Linked DNA regions of Rattus norvegicus: region 1 is linked to region 2. The links are chromatin contacts, called in public Hi-C maps. All regions are on one chromosome and are shown on one strand. Each heading gives the region's core, a stretch centred on a gene start, on an enhancer-like site or on the middle of the called end of the contact. The rest is flanking DNA. Distances are from core to core; before and after follow the strand shown.

Region 1 (6,431 bases), core at 1,067-3,566, 170 kb after region 2:
TACATGTATGCACATGTGTGTGCCTGTTTTTGTCTTGATAGATATTCAGGCAGTTCCCATGAAGGTCAATGGAGAGTGTCCAATCCCCTGAAACAGGAGTCACAGGCAGTTCTAAACCATCCCCTATGGGTCCTAGGAACCTGACCTGGGTAGTCTGGAAGACTAGTGTGTGTTCTTAACCAGTAGCCATCTCTCTATCCTAGGACTGTGCAGTTCTTGAAGGGAGTGTCCTGTGATGTAGAGGGCCCTGCCTCATAGCTAGTAATATTTTACAGAGTCACAAAGAAAAGTTTTCAAGGACTCTGTGATGTGAATCTTGGCATTCGTTCTCTTTTCTGAGATCATTCACCATAGCTCCTTTTAATTCTGGGAGTCCCTTTCTTCTAAGCTTACCTAGCAACATTCTCTATTTCACACAAACTCAAAACAAAACACTTAGGGCTATCTCACCCTCTCTGAGCTCACTTGGATAATCCAGATAAACCTTTATGCGTTACTTTACCATCCTTCTAGCTAAAAAGTCCCTCTGTCAAAGACATAAAGCATAACATAGTCTCAGATGCAAGAATTAGGATGCAGCATATAGGAGAGACTTTTGCTCTGCTGACCGAAGACACGGGAGGCTAAGGAGTGAAGAAATTCCATCTCCGATTTGCAGGAAAGGAAGAGGGACTAACATTCAGAGCTCCAAACCATCCAGGGTTGAGTGAAGACTCAGTATTATAATCCTGCACTGCCATTGTCAGTAGAGCTGTCCTTTAAAACTCTCTGTTGAAAGGAAAATTATTAAAGCAATTGTCTTCCTGAGTTTGTCTTAAAATTCTGTAAGTTCTAGACAATTCCCTGGTGGTCAAGGATATGTCTAAAGTAATTCACCGGGTACCTAAAAAGTGTTCTTGGTTTGCAGAAGAAAAAAAATGCTCACTTAATGCAGTGAGCACACACACACACAAACACACACACGCCCCTTTTGTTTGGGGTGGGGTGAGACAGGATTTTATACAGCATGAGACTGACTCTGAAATCACCCAGTAGCCAAGGCTGGCCTTGAAATCCTCATCGTCTTTCCTCTACTCCCTGGGTGCCTGGGTATTAGAATTACATGTGTGCCACGGTGCCCAGGATTTACTTTCTAGAGCGGTTTTAGGTTCACAGCAAAAATGGAGTGAAGTGGCAGAGGGCTCCCATATGCTTTTGCATGAGCATGGTGACCCGCCATCTCCCCACTGGTGTGTATGTTAACAACTGTCAGCCTCGGTGGAGGACGTATCTTCACCCTGAGCTCAAATCGCAAGAGGGCTTACTTCTGCTGCTCTACATTTTACAACTCCCAATCCATCCTGTGAATGAGTGACTTAATAATGAAGCTTCCTTAATAATGGATGATATCCCATGGCTGTATCGTGAATTGAAGATAAGCCAAGAAATGACCCATTAGAACTGCCCTGGAGACCAGAGCTCCTCTTTCGCTGCTACAGAAAATGGCAGCAACCCCCTCCATTGTGTCTTCCATGAAAGAGACCACCCTCAGCTAGCTATGGCGTCCCACACCCACCCTTTGTTTCTAAAGAATGTCAGTGTCTTTTCCTGACATCTGGACCTTTAACATGCAAACCCTTCTTTCTGTCACCAGCTGCCAAGCAAACTTTCTAAAACAGACTTTCAACACTCTCCATCAGGAGTTGCACTGACCAGGGTAATGAGTGGTCCGAAGCTGGGACTGACGGCCCTCCCACGGTGCAGTAATTAGGGATGATTTCACCAGATCTTGCCTCTCAGCCTCTTGACAGCAAACAATACCAAGAAGGCCAAGGTTCACGATGCAACTTAAAGTTCGCAGGCAAAGGAGCCAGGTCTGGCAAGGAATGGAGAGGAAAATTAAAGAAGTCAATCATGAGTCTAATTTAAGGTAGGTAAGGGGTGACGCCCAGCACCAGGGACAGTAGAAACCAAAGGCATTCAAGTTGGTGTTTGAAGCAGGAGGCCAGAAATGTTATAGGCAAGGCGAAGCCACTCCCCCTTGCCTTGAAGCAGAAAAGCAAAGCTTCGCCACTTCCCAAGGCTCCTCTCCTCTGGTACATCTGGGCCGCAGGGACCCGGGCAGCTTTCTGTACATGAAATATGGACTCCTGTCAGAGCCCAGCCCTGCAGGGCCGCACTTGGCCCCTCACAGCCTGCTGCCAATCTGCTGCTTGTCTGTCATTGTTTGGAGAACAAGCACTTTCTTTTTCCCTGATGATTTTGGCACCCTCGCAAGGCTCTGCCCAAAAAGGCCCTGAACAATGGGACCTGATTGTTTTTGAACTGAGCCCATTGGGAAGCCCTGGCTGTGCCAAGGAGGACTGATGGAGTTCAGCTGCCGTTACAGTCCATCAGCAACCAAGGGCTACGGCTGCCTGGCCTCCTGTTGGAGCTGCTGAAGGGAAGGAAATACAGGAAAAGAGGAGGGGCCAGGCCAGTGGCAGCCCCCAACATGTAAGTCTTAACCCAGGAGGGAAGAAATGCCCCACCAGCTCGGAAGGCTCCAAGATGGCTTCTGCCCTCTGCCCCTTCCCCATGCCTTTATAATCGGCTGTTCAAAGTGGTGAAAGGCCTAATTGCCCTGAGCAATGTGGTCAATCTTCCTGGAGATTTAGCTGCCCACTTTCATCTGACAGCCTGGGAGGGAACTCAGCATTTCCCTTCAGGCAATCTATATGGTCGAGCAGTTCACTGCGGAAAGTGGCGCCTTATCGATTTCTGCCATAGCTTCCATGGCTGACTCAAGGATCAGAGGCTCTGACAATGACTAACAAGTTTAAACCATTAGTCCCATTTGTAACTACTCAGCAAAAGGCTTGTCAGTCACCGCGTACCATATACTGCAGCTTTTAGCAGATTTCTAACCCCATTCATTCTGCCACAATGACCCCTGTAGTTAATGGGGGTTATCGGAAAACTATTTTTCCCCTTCAAAAGCTGTGCCTTTTTTCTTCGTCCTCCTCTTCTTCTTTTAGCAACATAAAAGCCATTTCGGTTGTGATGTTTCAAAACAGTGATGCAGGCCATGATTGATTCCTCTCTTAGGAGAAAACCTGCATCCTGGTGCACGGGACACCGTGTGTGCTCCACAAGACTCCAGTCAGGTGGCAGGAAACAGGAAACGATGCCTCATCAACAGAGTCCCCGCCTAGCAGCCTAGCATCTAGGCTAGGCTTATCTGAACACCTCTCCTGGACTACTAGAGACCTCTGTCACTGTAGGAACTTTCTCTTTCCATGTTAAAACCATGCCATAGAATAGCATAGAATAAAGCCCTGTCCCCGATGTGAGGTCCCCGCAGGTCAGTATCCCCCAAGTACAAGTGAGAGAAGCATAACATTTAAGCCCACCTTGGACCTACTGAACTAGATGCTGGCCAAATCCTTGGGTAGTTCCTGAAAATCCGAGAATCTCTGGTTTAAAACGTCGATGCCTTTTAATATTGTTTATACTAAACATAGAAACATTTAACATTTCCACTATATAAGATAAAAGATAAATTTTTGTGTGCAAGAGTTCCATGATTATCTGAAAAGTTCTCAAAATGTTTTTCAACCTCAAATCCACAATACCTGGCCTCTGTTGCATATAAAAATGAAGTGCAGTTGAACAGGTACATTTGCAAAAACGAATGAGGGAATGAATGAGAAATTCGAAGAGAAAGGTGATATATGTATGGAGCCGGGACTGATAGGAAAACAATAATACAAAATACATCCTTCCATTCATTTTTAAAATCGCCTTAGCGAAATTCTTACACCTCCAGTCTGATCCTGCCGGAAAGAGCATTCACTGGCAAAACAGTACATTCTCTGGGGCTTCTCCTAGAACAAGCTCCACGCTGCACATTGTAGATACGACCTCCTCCCCTCTCCATTTCGATTGCTGGTTTTCTCTGTCTTCACCACCATCCAGGTTCTCCTGTTTGGTTCCATTGATCACCAAGCTTCCCATCCTGAAACCCTCGGCACAGCCCACTGAGACCAAAGATCCCTAAGCAACTTACACTAAAAGGAAACTGACTGCGTTAATATGCGAAAGACTATTCCTTGCCGGTCAGGAAACCCATGCTGCCTAAAGGCCAAATCAGTTCTGCTGCTGTTGCCAAATTAATTTGAGAAACGAGAGGTTACCTTTCTATTAGATGTTCCTGGAGGAGTTAACACACCTGCTTCCTGTCTGCCACTTCCCAGTAAATATTTTTAATAACAGGCCACCCTACCTCACAGTCAACCATAGGTTAGATTAGACATAGGTCAGATGATAAGAGAAGCCTTACCTCCATTTCATGTCAGAATCTACAAGTCTAAATTTAAATTTAGGGCAAATTTGATAGGAAAGCAAGAGACTGCAGCATCTCCCATCTTTACTTCGCGGATGTCTTTTCCTTGCCACAGACAGGGCAATAAATAACATCACCCAAAGCCAGTGACTGCCTTTGCACGCGGTTACTTCAGGAAGCTTTCTCTCTGGACTGCCATGTTGTGACTATTTAATTGCCGGGGAAACATAGACATCTGATGACTTGTTTGCACCCTTGCAGCAATCTTTTGACATTTTGTATATTAGAGAAACAGTCTGTTGCATATGTTGCTAGTGGGGGTAGGCAGGAAATTACTTGAGTCGGAGGCAGACGCTGACTCTATGTAAAAGACTGTGCATCAGACCGGGCCAGTGTGGACATGTAGACACAGTGACCCAGAAACTGAGGAGGCAAAGGATTTCATGGTATCCGAATTCTCAGCCTTAGTTTGTGAAAACCTAAAGGAATTATTCATCAATTTTCCTCACATGGGCTGAAAAGAGTCAGGGTCTCCTCTCCTTCAACCCACCCTCCACGAGTTTTAATATATAATTGGAGAGCATGTAAAAATAAATGGGAATGTCACTCTGCTGGTAACAAAAGACCTAACTCACAACGGCTTGAGCGCCATCTTGTGGTTGCAGGTGAGTATGGCACTCTATGACAGCCTGCTTGGCTTGCTGGCGTACCATTGCAAAATCTGTTCCTGTCTCCTCGTCTCTGGCTTTTGGTAATGTTAATAAGGGGCTGTGCAAGGTTATCAATTCAGATATCAGTATACTACCTCAAAATATTTTGTGACTGCATACATTAACTTATAATTAAACATCATACACTAATGTAAATGTATCTGTGTAGGCAAATTTGATCAGTAGTCTTTCATAATGTTTTAATAGCAAAGTACAAAAGGAAACTTATACGGTAGGAAACTATATGAGCCAGGTTTATATTCTAAGCCATCTCAGCACATTTTCAAAATCAACACTTCCCCACGAGGGGAAATATGAACTATTCACTGATTCTCCAAATGAAATCCATTTTCTCTGTCTTATACAAACCCATAAGAAGAGGAAGAAAGTCCTCTCCCCCAGCATCAGCTTCCTTCTGTGTCCCACGGTCATGTGGACTTTGATCAATATATAAACTGATAAGCTAAAGGACTTTCATCGGTGGAGCCCAGGCATGGCAGTCTATACCCTGGTTTTTGTTGTTTTGTTTTGTTTTGTTTTAAGACTGTCAATTTGGCTTTCAGAAAATCAATTCACTATTTTAAAACTATGCAATCTTTTAGCAAATTTCCAATTATAGATGTCATTTAGCCACCATGGCACCATAAGGAAAAAAACATAGTGAAAATCGAATCAGAGGCAGCACACAAATTATCAACTCAAAACTCAGACTTCAGAGATGTACTAGGTGACCTCAGTAAGTCTGGTGAATTCTCTGTCTTGCTTGGAACATTAACATGGTGCTCATGGATCCTGGTATCACCTAGAAAACGTGTTGGTTTTCAACAACATACTACAGAGACATCCACAAGCCTTTAGCCTTTGGGCTCCTTAATTGTTTTCTGAAATAAACAGAGGAACTTCCATTTCTATTATTGCTTTATTGTTGTGAGTGTGTAAGGTTGTGTGTGGAAAATGCTACTGAAAACAAAACAACACATTTGTATAAATAGTTTTCTATGTGTGTGAGACAAGGTTCAGACAATAGAAAGGAAAGTGGCCACGTGCTTCTTTTCACTGCTTCTGTATTTATATAGGGATGAGGTGCAAATGTGTCATGAGGGGTGGGTGTTCATGCACATGCGTGTTTAGACTTCAGACAATTTCTGGAAATCGGTTCTCTCCTACCATGTGGGTTCTGCTGATGGAACTGTATTTGTCAGCCTGGGAGCAGGCACCTTATTTTGACTGACTGGGCAAACCCACTGGCCCCCACTGCAGCACCCACCGACAAGCACTTTTTAATGGAGAGAATCACTTGCCGGAAGTAAGCAACTCAATAGCATGTGGCAAAGCAGTGACGTCGCTCAAAGATTAGCAAGAAATTGACTCCAAAGGCAAATGAAACACTATGACCTCTTTGCCCATCTTCGCAACTC
Region 2 (6,449 bases), core at 786-3,285:
ACTTTAATGTATTTGCACAAAACAGCAATTTCTTAGTCTGTAATCTTAAATTGAAGGTTGATTTATTCTCTTTAAAATGTGTCAGATCTCATGAAAGAAAAGCTAGTCTGTGTGTGTGTGTGTGTGTGTGTGTGTGTGTGTGTGTGTGTGTGTGTGTGTGTGAGAGAGAGAGAGAGAGAGAGAGAGAGAGAGAGAGAGAGAGAGAGAGAGAGTGAGTGATAAGAGCTTGGGCTTGCCAGTATCCTGCATCCTTGTCACTCGCCATGACTCATACTAACTTCGCTCACTCCCTGCTTTCAGGTTACCTGCCTGGAAGGTGGATTAAAGCATTTGTGTTCACAGCCCAAAGTCTGGAAGAGGCAAGGGTAGATTAACAAGTGATCCTCAGGCAACAAAGAACACAGCAAAGCCACAGACATCAGTCAAATGGTGAAGGTTTGAATTCGCAGGCATATTTACAAACGGATCACAGTCTCCCATTAGTTAGGCAGTCTCCCTTCACCGGTGGATCTATAATAGATAAATAAATAGCAAGAATACATGTGATACATATTTAGATTGCACATTAGACTTTAAAATCTATGCCTAACCGAATGCATTAGCCTGTGTTTTCTGTTTATGTCTCCACAGTGCCATGGAAACACAGCCCAGCATCCTAATAGCCCTCTCTCAACAATAAATAAAGTCTTTGTCTCTTCGTGTTTCAATTTCTCTTTTATTATATGTGATTTACAATTTCAAAAAGTAAAGTGATCGGTGGCATTTTATTGTTGTTTTCCTCTCTGCCCCTTCCACTTTCCTGTCTTGAAAAGTATGTCTGTCCAATCCCACAAAATGCACCCCTGGCAGTAACTGAAGTCACACTAGCCCCGGCAGCAATCAGGGCAGGCGTCTCCCAGCTGGATTCATCTTTCCCCTTCATAAAATGCCATGATAATTAATTCTGTAATGAGGTTCCTTAAGCTTTTCAGCCTAGCCCAAAGAGCACTTAATATAGTTGTTTAAGGTTGAAAGTGGATATAAAACAGTCATAAAATCTGGTGGGTTTGCACCCCTCCATCAGTCTGACAGCAACAGCCAGCCCATTTCTGTGGCGACAGCGACAGCAGTGGCAGCCGTTAAGTGGCTCTGAGATGGCAGCAGCACGAGCTCGCCTCCCTGGCTCCACAGCCTGCAGAGCAGACCAGCCGCTGGCTGCCACTGGTGCCCTTACACGCGTGGGCAAGATGAAACATGAAGCCCAAAGTGCCTGGAGCACAGTCTCCCTGGGCAGCTCTCTGTTTTCTGGCACCTGCTGTCCTCTGCCATCAAGTAATTCAAGACTCCAAAAGGCAGATTCCTATCTGTTAAAAAAAAAAAAAAAGGTAAGCGAATTGGATTAGGTGGCTCAAACCTGCAACGGCCCCTAAACTCAGTTGGGACCTCATTCAGCAGAAGAAAACACAGGCAGCTTCCAGGTCAGGTGCTTCTCCCACAGACCTCCAGTGTAATTTCCTATAGAGACCTGTACTCACTGACTGCATCCTGGCTAGCACCACTGGACCACAGGCTTCATTGTCCAGCTGGCAGGATTTACTGCTTTGGAATGCTCCGGCAACATCCCAGCCACAGACATCCTGTGGTAAACCTCAGGGCCAGGATCTAGCAAGCAATGTCTATTGTCATTAGCACTGAAAAGCAGTCTATTGACCAGATTTCAAAGCATTCACAAAACAGATCCATCATAGCTTCTGCTCAAAGACAGACATTATTCATACAGAGGTTTCATATGCTAGACCTTAAGCCAGACAGCAACGTGTCCAGAGCAATGTCCTTCCTGGGTAATAATCAAATGTTATGGCCCTTGGTTTTCAAAAGTGCTATATAATAACCTGTCCATCTGAATTACATTTCCATATCTTTTATGAAATAATAAAAAGAAACATGACATTGTTAGGTGCTTACCTCATGCATTGGAGACGGTTAATATTAGCCCTGTGTCTCAGACATAGCAAAGTTTAAAGAGGCACATTACACATCCAAGGTCAGAACAATAGCAAGCAGCCAAACTGGGATGAAAACCAAGTCCTCTGACTCCAGAGGCCATGTGTCCTCCTCCCACATTGTGTGAGCACATGCTAGGAACTGCACATAGCACAAGGGTGTTTCTTTCAAATGAGGTTAAGTTTTGATCTTGTGGCCTAGTTTAACCCCCAAATGAAAAAAAATGCTCTGATGATGTTTTTCTCTGCTGCCTTCTGCTTTATCATGAAGAAGCAAAGGCAAGGTACCACTTCCATCCGTTTATTCACCTTGCCTTGGGAGAAAAGCTGTGTTGTGTCTCGTATTGTTCTTTTTCTTTTTCATTTTTTTGGGGGGAGTAAACAAATGACTTTATTGAGATTATGTACTTGAACAAAGGAGGGAGTTTGTTTTCATTTTTTTTACTCTTTTCTTTTATTGGATATTTTTATCCCTTTTCCCAGTTTCCCCTACAGAAACTGTCTATCCCATCCCCCCCTCCCTGCCTTTATGAGAATGCTCCCTCACCCACCCACCCATTGCCTCCCACCTCCCCGCCCTGACATTCCTCTACACTGGGGCATTGGGCCTTGATAGGACCAAGGGCCTCTCTTCCCACAGATGCCTAACAAGGCCATCCTCTGTTACACATGCAGCTGGAGCCATCGGTCCACCCTTGTGTACTCTTGGGATGGTGGTCTAGTCCCTGGGAACTCTGGGGGGGGGGTCTGATTGGTTGATATTGTTGTTCTTCCTATGGGGTTGCAAACCTCTTCAGCTTCTTCAGTCTTTTCTCTAACTCTTCCATTGCAGACCCTATTCTCAGTTCAATGGTTGGCTGTGAGCATCCACCTCTGTATTTGTCGGACTCTGACAGAGCCTTTCAGGAGACAGCTATATCAGGCTCATATCAGTATGCACTCCTTGGCATCTGCAATAGTGACTGGGTTTGGTAGCTGTATGTGGGATGGATCCCCAGGTGAGGCAGTCGCTGGATGGCCTTTCCTTCAGATTCTGCTCCACACTTTGTCTCCGTATTTTCTCCTGTATTTTTGTTCCCCCTTCTAAGAAGGACTGAAACATCCACACTTTGGTCTTCCTTCTTCTTGAGCTTCATGTGGTCTGTGAATTGTATCTTGGGTATTCTGAGCTTTAAGGCTAGTATCCACTTATCAGTGAGTGCATACCATGTGTGTTCTTTTGTGACTGGGTTACCTCACTCACGATGATATTTTCTATTCCATCCATTTGCCTAAGAATTTCATGAAGTCATTGTTTTTAATAGATGAGTAGTATTCTATTGTGTAAATGTACCACATTTTTAAATTTTATTTTTCTTGGATATTTTATGTATTTATATTTCAAATATTATCCCCCTTTCCTTCCCTCTCATATCTCTCCCCATTCCCTCTGCTTCTGTGAGGAAGCTCCCACTCCAACCCACCCACTCCCACCTCAATGCCCTGGCATTCCCCTACATTGGGGAAACAAACCTTCACAGGACTTCAAGGGCTTTTTCTCCTCTGGATGCTGGACAATGCCATCCTCTGCTACATATGCAGCTGGAGTCATGGGTCCCTCCATGTGTACTCATTGGTTGTAGTTCCTGGGAGCTCTGGTGGGGTCTGGTTGGTTGATATTGTTGTTCTTCCTATGGGTTTGCAAACCCCTTCAGCTCCTTCAGTCTTTTCTCTAACTCCCCCCTTGGGATCCCCTTGTTCAATCCAATGGCTAGCTGCAAGCATCCTCATCTGTATCAGTAGGGCTCTGGCAGAGCCTCTCAGGGGATACCCATACCTGGCTCCTGTCCACAAGTACTTTTTGGCATCAGCAGTAGTGACTAGTTCTGGTGGCTGCATATAGTTTCATTCATAGCACCTCTGCTCAATTTACCTCTCTTCTTTATGCTTTTCCTTTGCCTCCTGTTAACCTTACAAACCACTCAAAAATCTTTTACAGATTCAAAATATACAGTAAGGTAGTTGTCTAATTTATACTCAGAATTGGACTCTGAAAAAAATCCACATTCCACATGATCATGAACAATGTTATAGAGTTCTTAGGGGAAAGATAAGTGATGAGGTTGAACTCAGAACAAAAATTGGGCCGGTAAACCAAGGTACCTGCTGTCCAGTCTGATGGCCTGAGGTTAATCCCTGGGATACTCGTGGTAGAAGGAGAGAGCTGACACCTACCAGCTGTTCTTGAATATCCACACATGCGTGTGCGCGCGCACACACACACACACACACACACACACACACACACACACACACACAGAGAGAGAGAGAGAGAGAGAGAGAGAGAGACAGGCAGAGACAGAGACAGAGACAGATGGATGGATGGACAGACATGATTCACAGCAACAAATGATGATATGAAATAATAGTGAAGTTAATAAAAATCCAAGCACAGTTAACATGAAGAGTTAAATGAGGGCAACTTTGGAGTCTACGTGTGTCTGTGTTTAGTGGTTTCTTTTCTCATGTTACACCTTTGTCTTTCTTTTTCTTTTTTTTTTTTTTTATTAACTTGAGTATTTCTTATATACATTTCGAGTGTTATTCCCTTTCCCGGTTTCCGGGCAAACATCCCCCTCCCCCCTCCCCTTCCTTATGGGTGTTCCCCTCCCAACCCTCCCCCCATTGCCGCCCTCCCCCCATAGTCTAGTTCACTGGGGGTTCAGTCTTAGCAGGACCCAGGGCTTCCCCTTCCACTGGTGCTCTTACTAGGATATTCATTGCTACCTATGGGGTCAGAGTCCAGGGTCAGTCCATGTATAGTCTTTAGGTAGTGGCTTAGTCCCTGGAAGCTCTGGTTGCTTGACATTGTTGTACTTTTGGGGTCTCGAGACCCCTTCAAGCTCTTCCAGTTCTTTCTCTGATTCCTTCAACGGGGGACCTATTCTCAGTTCAGTGGTTTGCTGCTGGCATTCGCCTCTGTATTTGCTGTATTCTGGCTGTGTCTCTCAGGAGAGATCTACATCCGGCTCCTGTCGGTCTGCACTTCTTTGCTTCATCCATCTTGTCTAATTGGGTGGCTGTATATGTATGGGCCACATGTGGGGCAGGCTCTGAATGGGTGTTCCTTCAGTCTCTGTTTTAATCTTTGCCTCTCCCTTCCCAGCCAAGGGTATTCTTTTTCCTCATTTAAAGAAGGAGTGAAGCATTCACATTTTGATCATCCGTCTTGAGTTTCGTTTGTTCTAGGGATCTAGGGTAATTCAAGCATTTGGGCTAATAGCCACTTATCAATGAGTGCATACCATGTATGTCTTTCTGTGATTGGGTTAGCTCACTCAGGATGATATTTTCCAGTTCCAACCATTTGCCTATGAATTTCATAAACTCGTTGTTTTTGATAGCTGAGTAATATTCCATTGTGTAGATGTACCACATTTTCTGTATCCATTCCTCTGTTGAAGGGCATCTGGGTTCTTTCCATTTTCTGGCTATTATAAATAAGGCTGCGATGAACATAGTGGAGCACGTGTCTCTTTTATATGTTGAGGCATCTTTTGGGTATATGCCCAAGAGAGGTATAGCTGGATCCTCAGGCAGTTCAATGTCCAATTTTCTGAGGAACCTCCAGACTGATTTCCAGAATGGTTTTACCAGTCTGCAATCCCACCAACAATGGAGGAGTGTTCCTCTTTCTCCACATCCTCGCCAGCATCTGCTGTCACCTGAGTTTTTGATCTTAGCCAATCGCACTGGTGTGAGGTGAAATCTCAGGGTTGTTTTGATTTGCATTTCCCTTATGACTAAAGATGTTGAACATTTCTTTAGGTGTTTCTCAGCCATTCGGCATTCCTCAGCTGTGAATTCTTTGTTTAGCTCTGAACCCCATTTTTTAATAGGGTTATTTGTTTCCCTGCGGTCTAACTTCTTGAGTTCTTTGTATATTTTGGATATAAGGCCTCTATCTGTTGTAGGATTGGTAAAGATCTTTTCCCAATCTGTTGGTTGCCGTTTTGTCCTAACCACAGTGTCCTTTGCCTTACAGAAGCTTTGCAGTTTTATGAGATCCCATTTGTCGATTCTTGATCTTAGAGCATAAGCCATTGGTGTTTTGTTCAGGAAATTTTTTCCAGTGCCCATGTGTTCCAGATGCTTCCCTAGTTTTTCTTCTATTAGTTTGAGTGTGTCTGGTTTGATGTGGAGGTCCTTGATCCACTTGGACTTAAGCTTTGTACAGGGTGATAAGCATGGATCGATCTGCATTCTTCTACATGTTGACCTCCAGTTGAACCAGCACCATTTGCTGAAAATGCTATCTTTTTTCCATTGGATGGTTTTGGCTCCTTTGTCAAAAATCAAGTGACCATAGGTGTGTGGGTTCATTTCTGGGTCTTCAATTCTATTCCATTGGTCTATCTGTCTGTCTCTGTACCAATACCATGCAGTTTTTATCACTATTGCTCTGTAATACTGCTTGAGTTCAGGGAT

The links. Hi-C and Micro-C count contacts between places; a contact is called where the count stands out from the background.
Region 1: a contact with region 2 is called in a Hi-C map of Schwann cells, with 3 times the contacts expected there. The contact joins two enhancer-like sites. A contact is called at or near these places in 2 of 12 Hi-C or Micro-C datasets (Schwann cells and mammary epithelial cells).

What each region holds. Positions count from the first base shown.
Region 1 is chr1:222,305,860-222,312,290 of GRCr8, forward strand. No RefSeq gene overlaps it. Among named protein-coding and RNA genes, the nearest start is that of Psat1, 340 kb to the right of the region's middle. Within about 2 kb of position 2,317, at least 17 of the 93 cell types and tissues checked have an H3K27ac peak or open chromatin away from gene starts, as enhancers often do. A contact at or near this core is called in Schwann cells, where this site is marked.
Region 2 is chr1:222,140,351-222,146,799 of GRCr8, forward strand. No RefSeq gene overlaps it. Among named protein-coding and RNA genes, the nearest start is that of Rnu12-2l, 430 kb to the left of the region's middle. Within about 2 kb of position 2,036, at least 5 of the 93 cell types and tissues checked have an H3K27ac peak or open chromatin away from gene starts, as enhancers often do. A contact at or near this core is called in Schwann cells, where this site is marked.